Regions from separate parts of the Zea mays genome. Here region 1 is linked to region 2. The links are chromatin contacts, called in public Hi-C maps. All regions are on one chromosome and are shown on one strand. Each heading gives the region's core, a stretch centred on a gene start, on an enhancer-like site or on the middle of the called end of the contact. The rest is flanking DNA. Distances are from core to core; before and after follow the strand shown.

Evidence for each region. Hi-C and Micro-C count contacts between places; a contact is called where the count stands out from the background.
Region 1: a Hi-C map of tassel shows a contact between it and region 2, with 2.4 times the contacts expected there. The contact joins the promoter of LOC100272891 here to the promoter of LOC100282260 in region 2. A contact is called at or near these places in 2 of 25 Hi-C or Micro-C datasets (ear and tassel).

Annotation. Positions count from the first base shown.
Region 1 is chr8:87,009,690-87,012,840 of Zm-B73-REFERENCE-NAM-5.0, forward strand. LOC100272891 (Ribonuclease 3-like protein 2) reads left to right here and starts at 1,278. Exons shown (of 4, transcript NM_001147344.2): 1 at 1,278-1,725. The coding sequence starts at 1,303.
Region 2 is chr8:86,843,006-86,846,172 of Zm-B73-REFERENCE-NAM-5.0, forward strand. It overlaps LOC100282260 (transcription factor/ transcription initiation factor), which reads right to left and starts at 1,554. Exons shown (of 11, transcript NM_001155172.2): 1 at 1,302-1,554; 2 at 1,013-1,195; 3 at 753-920; 4 at 611-665; 5 at 416-474. The coding sequence starts at 1,553.

The DNA of each region.
Region 1 (3,151 bases), core at 28-2,527, 170 kb after region 2:
ACATGCATGTTTAATTTTCGCGAGAGATGCAATGGTATTTTTATGTTTAAACTTTGATGTTTTTATTAGCTTTTGTTAGTTTTCAAGTTTGGAATTTAATCCACACTATGTTTTGGTTTTAGAATATAATCCATATGAAATAAATGAACAACATTGGTTGATTAGGTTTATGGATTTAATCTCATAAGGGATTGGGTGTCCAAATATGGAAAAACTCATCACAACAAAATTCTTAATGTGTCGGAAAGACCTTATTTGATTATTCCTCATCCCCGCCACTCTCGGCCTTCTCCTTCCCCTCAACTCATGCCGACCCCTCCCCTCCTCTTCCCTCCACGAGATTGTAGTGCTAGAACATCTTCAAGGGACTAGCCAAATAACATGTCAAGCCAAATTTTAGCTATTTAACAGCAAAATAAATCTACAACATACTAGCCATTTAACTTGTCAAGTCATCCGACTTTTCAAATTGCTCTCATTGCTCACTAAGAGCAACTCCAAGAGACTAGGTATATGATTTTGTAAAGGTAAATTTAGCTAATAGTAAAAGAAAATTGTATCCAATAGACTATGTAAACGACTCTTCAAATTTAGTGGCTCTCTATTTCTCCATCTTCGCTCTCCAATTTTGGATAGTCTGCTTCACTCTCTATTCAGTCCGTAGGTTTACCGAGTCTGTTGGATTAGCCTACACTTTTTTTTTAAATTCTGTTTTAGAGAGTAGCTAAATCAGTAAATTTGGCTAGTCTTTTTAGCTAATCTCTTGGAATTGCTCTAAACTTGGCTAGCCACTCCGACTAGCTAAACTAACTGGCATGTTAGAGAGTCTGTTAGAATGAGATATTAGGTATAATCTTCGTGGAGAGGTAAATAAAAATCAAATAAAGAGTAAAAAATATAAAATCTCTCGAACATGTTCTTAACACGGGCTATATGATAGTTTGCATAAAGTAGAGAGGGAGAAGTAGCACACGGCGTTTTTAAAAATTAATGCTCTGATATATATTAGAGATTAGAAAATTTTAAAAGAATCTGTTATACAGGACCACATGAGATAATGTGTTTTGTTTGGTTCCCAAAATGTAATGTAAATGACAACAGTAATGGTTTGCATTCGATTACCAGCGATAATAAATTTGAATAGGCTGATATCAATTTATAATGTGGTATCCGATTACGATTAAAGTTAAACAAACATGATTTAACATTATTTGTTACCTATTACATTACAAACATATAAAGCAAACAACACCTAAATTGTAACGCCTCCAGCGAAACCCAAAACCCTCCCACCAAATTTCAATGACGCCGTCGAAACCCCCTGGCAAGCGCCGCCGTTCGGCTCCACCTCCGCGCTTGCCCTCACCCGCTCCACCCGTGGCGCTCTCGCCGCCGGGCTTCGTCGCCGACCGCGCCGAGGCCGCGGCGCGCGTGGAGCGCCTCCTGCGGTACCAGTTCTGCGACCGCGCCCTTCTAGAGGAGGCCCTGACCCACCAATCCTTCTCGGATGGCGCTCTCTCTTACCAGCGGCTCGAGTTCGTCGGCGACGCCGCTCTCGGCCTAGCCTTCTCTAACTTCCTATACCTCACCAACCCCACCCTCGGGCCCGGCGCGCTCTCCACGCTCCGCGCCGCCAACATCTCTACCGAGAAGCTCGCGCGCGTCGCCGTCCGGCACGACCTCTACCCGCTGCTCCGGCGCAAGTGCCCCCGCCTCGACCTACTAGTAAGCATAATTGCGTTTTGGAATCTCCTAGGGTTCGTGCGGTTGGCTTGTCTTTGGCGATGAGTCTTTAAGTTTCGTAAGCTCGGCAGGGGTATATAGGTGAAAAATTGCTATTTTGTCACTCTCAGTTTGGGCTCTCTGCTAATATGTCACCCCGTGTCTATGAACAACATGTAGGCTCCTCGTTTTTTAAGAAAATTTGGTAAAACTAAAACCGAAATATGTGCCCAGTGAATGCGGAGCCGAAATGTGCGGTTTCGATTCTTTCAGTTTCAACCGAACAGACCAAAATTTAGCAAAAAATAATAATTTTAGAGTTGCAAAAGTGTGTAGATGACCGGATATAGGATTGAGTTGGGGATGAATTGATTTGGAGGAGTTGTGTGCTTATATACTTAGGATTTGGGAAGGCTATATTAAGCCATGCCTAAAATTTTATTGGTCTATCATTTTTTGGTTAATTTGGTTTTCCAAAGTCTAGAACCGAAAATTACCTTGGTTATTTCCATGTTTTCTGAAACGTGTTACCAAAATTAGTAACTATTAATTCAGTTTTGGTTCCGGTTAATTCGGTCTGGTTATTCGGTTTCAGTTTATTTACCCAGGCTTACTAACGCGTATTGCATGCGCCAAACAAATTTGACCTGCTACAAATTGATCCAATTATTCTCTTCCACAACCTTCTCCACATTAGAATAGCACGTCAGATGAACTTCACTTCAGTCTGCAGGTTAGTCTATGTCATGGGCATCATAGGGAGCGAGAGGCAACAACCAGTCTGGGATAAGGCTAGAGAATAAGATTGAGATGAGCTGGGATAAGGCTAGAGAATAAGATTGAGATGAGAGAATTGTGGAGAGTTGGTTAGCAGCAGATAAGTCCAAGAAAGTAGGAGTTAGTTGAGAGTTTGTAGGAGAAGTTGGTTAGCTATAGGGCTATTTATAAGCCGCATGGCAGCAGGGAATAAATCAAGCAAGATCATTATCAAACCAATCTCTCTCTCCTTGCAATGACCCTCTCAAGCGTCTAGGGCTGCTACCCTAGAACCAAGCCTGCGGCAGAGTGGTATAACCTCGCCGGAGAAGACAGCTATCCCCATGGACCGAAGGTCCATGACAGTCTACTGCCAGCCAAAAGCATTACTGTAAAGATACTTTTCCCAATCATCTTCCACATGGGCTAGCCAGCCACCCTGTGTGGTCTTGTAGCCACAATCTTCAGCCAGGGTGACCAAGACGTTGGTGCCATAGGGACGCAGGAGCAGCAACAGCAGCAAGGGCGTAATGTGTAGTGGCTGGTGGAGCACGCGCAGTAGGAAGACTGATGGTGTACAGCGGCCCAGAGCTATTGCACCTAATGATTGTGTTCCTGGAATTAAGATCCTTCACAGAAAGGCCAAACGGGTCAAATTCCATGGAACAATTAT
Region 2 (3,167 bases), core at 304-2,803:
CAAAGACACACCCAAGTCCTAATATATCATTCGCGTCACATGAAATAATTGTTTAAACAGAATTTGAGAACAAGATTCGCAGTGTGTTTCACATCACCAATTATCCTTATAAATAAAAATACCATCAATTGTAAAATCATAACAAATATATCAGAATCGTAAAACTAATAAACCCAATCAATACTAAAATTGATGAACGGGCTAATATTATTATCAGAAGGGGCAGTAACCAACTATTAACTCTAGATACATATTCTATTTATCCACAACCTCATTCTGGAAACATATCATCAGGGAGCAATGTTCTACAGAAAAAAAATGAGAGCCCAAAACAAATGAGAATAACAGATGGAATCCTCGATACAACATTACTGGTTATCCATGCTCTCAAATGATCTGTGGCCTTATATTTTACCTGAGTCAGTGGCTGAGGCTGCACGCCCCTGTCAGGATCTTCACGGCCTTCCACATAAGCTGTACATTATGAGTCACACAAATCATTTCGGTTATTGTTTTCCCAAACTATATTAGCTCCAAATAGACTAAACTAGGGATGCATTTCACACGTGGAGTCGTGGACAACAACCAGAGAACATAAGCATGAACATACCGACATTCACATCAACACCCAGCGGCCTCTGATTCATCCAAGGGGAAGGTGGTGGCTGCAAAAACTTCAAAACATGACAAAAAGCTAACAACAAGGGAGAAAAACTAGTCACAAATTACAGTACAGTACAAATTTATAATACCATGTAGGGACTTGGATGACCAGCTGTTGGGTCTGCCCCATTTATTGCCATCCCATTCCTGACATCGCTGATCGGTGAGGGGGCATAATCGGAAGGGCCAGTGGGTATGTTGTACATCGCTGTGTCTGTCCCTGGCAGAGGAGTCTGGATTGGGGTCTGCAATGGTGTCTGAAAACAAATACAAGTAACTCGTTCAGAACCTCGCGTCCCAATTGCGTAGAAACATTTTAACGTACAGCAGACGATGGATTCGGTCTCACCGGCGGGAACAACATGTCAGCGGTCGGGGTGGCGTACTCCTCAGATGTGGCCTCGTACGGCACGTTCAGGTCGTGCACGGGCGGTGTCGTGCCGGTGGTGCCTCCGACGGACGCGGCAGCAGCCTTGGTTCGGTCTATGTTCCCCGAGATCGCGCCACAGTGTAGCATTTTCATCTCCCAGAGCTAGGGTTTCCTCGGCCGGATCGGAGAGGCAACCGTCAAAATCGCTAAAATCAAGAAAAAATTGAAGGGGACGAGAGCTGAAGATCGATAAATCAGAGGTTCTTACAGCCTGGAGCTCGTTTAGGACGGCGTCACCGACTCCGTAGGTGATGAAATCCTCGCGGACCTTGGAGATGACGTCATCAATGACAGAGATGTAAACGGTCGAGACGTTGCTGCTTGCCATGACGGCAGCGGCGGAGGCTAGGGTTTCGGCGGCCGGAGGAGAGGCTTCGGCGGAGGAGGGGAAGGGGTTGCGGAGGAGCGGAGACGGACGAGAAACACGGGAATTAAGGACAGAATATAAATAGGTTTGCATCCCGTGTCGTCAAGTGGCTGGGGTATTTGTAACCCACCGCAAACCAGAGTCACTGCTACCGAATTTTTTTGTATTTTAGCCCTGAAACTGAAGTAAATTCACGTTTAGACCTAAAAAATTTTAAATGCAGTTTTGGACCCTTTGCTCGGCGCCATAGCCTGTGGCGCCGAGCTAAAACAGCTCGGCGCCACCGTCTGTGGCGCCGAGCTTTGGCGCCGAGCTAGGAAAAAACTGGAAACGGCCTTCTCTGTGCGCGCGTTTCTTGTCTTGTGCTCGTTCCAAACCAACGCCGCCGCCGACTTCCTCAATCGCCGCCGCCTCCCCGGACTCCGGCTCGCCGCCGCCCGCCCGCCCCGGCCCAGCTCCGGCTCGCCTTAGCGAGCCCCGCCCGACGTCGCCGGAGCTCGCCGCCCGCTCGAGCTCCCCCGAGCTCGGTCGCCGCCGCCCGCTCGAGCTCCCCCGAGCGCGGTCGCCGCCGCCCGCCCTGTGCCGCGCCCGAGCTCCGCCCACTGCCGCCCCGAGGTCGCCGGAGCTCCGCCCGCCCACTGTCGCGCCCGAGCTCCCCACGAAGCCCACTGCCGCCACCGCCCGCTCCGTCCCCGGTAGCTCCCGCTTCCATTGCCGACCATTTTTTTTTTAATTTCTTAATTTGTAAACTAGTAGTAATTAGTTAGGTATCCACTTATTTATTATTTAGTAAATAGTTAGATAGTTTGTTGTTATTGTTTATTAAAATAGTTAGCTAGTTTGTTGTTTTAGTTGCGTAGTATATTGTTAGTGTTTAGTAAATTCTTAGTGATTAAAATAGTTAGCTAGTTTGTTGTTATAGTTGCGTAGTATATAGTTATCATTTTGTTTAGCGCATTGATATTATATGTTTTCTGTGTTGGCAACCATCGTGTTGTCGTTTATTCGCAGGTTCTATAAACATCACTTTACAGGGGAGGTGCTGCCAAATTTTTTACTGACAATTGGTTTTTTTGTACGTAGGTGTTCGTCCGACTTGACCTTCTCCACCGTTAGCTGGAGTCGTACGCGTTCTCAGGTATACATAGTATTTCGTACATTATTTATAGATTATGTAATTTCGTTTGATGTGTTCATTTAATATTTACTGTATAGTTATTAGTTAATATATATTTATTACTTAGTAAGTTAGTAGGCTTAAGTATGTAGCCATTATTGAGTTAGTAATCCATTTTTGCAATAGATGGACAGCCTAGTAACACTATACCATGGAGGAAGGGTGGAGATAGATGCTTATGGGAGTGTTACTTTTGATGGTATGAAGATCGTGACCATGTTGTTCGTTGAAAGATCAACTTTTGACCAGCTTTTGGCTCGAGCTTGTGAGGAGATTAGTTGCGACATAAACGACCCTAGAATATCAATTCAGGGTTTGTTGTCCCATATTACATATGGAACAGTTGTCCGGCGGTTGATCTCCATTACCTCAGAAGATGATTGGGTGATATATTTAAAAATTGTGAAGACGATGGTTCCACCATGTTTGGATGTGGTTGTTCAAAAGTTACCTGTTAGTCAATGCGAAGGTCCAGTCGGGTTATCTCCACAAATGCCAAATGCATCTCGTATTGAAGCTCCTTTGGTAGA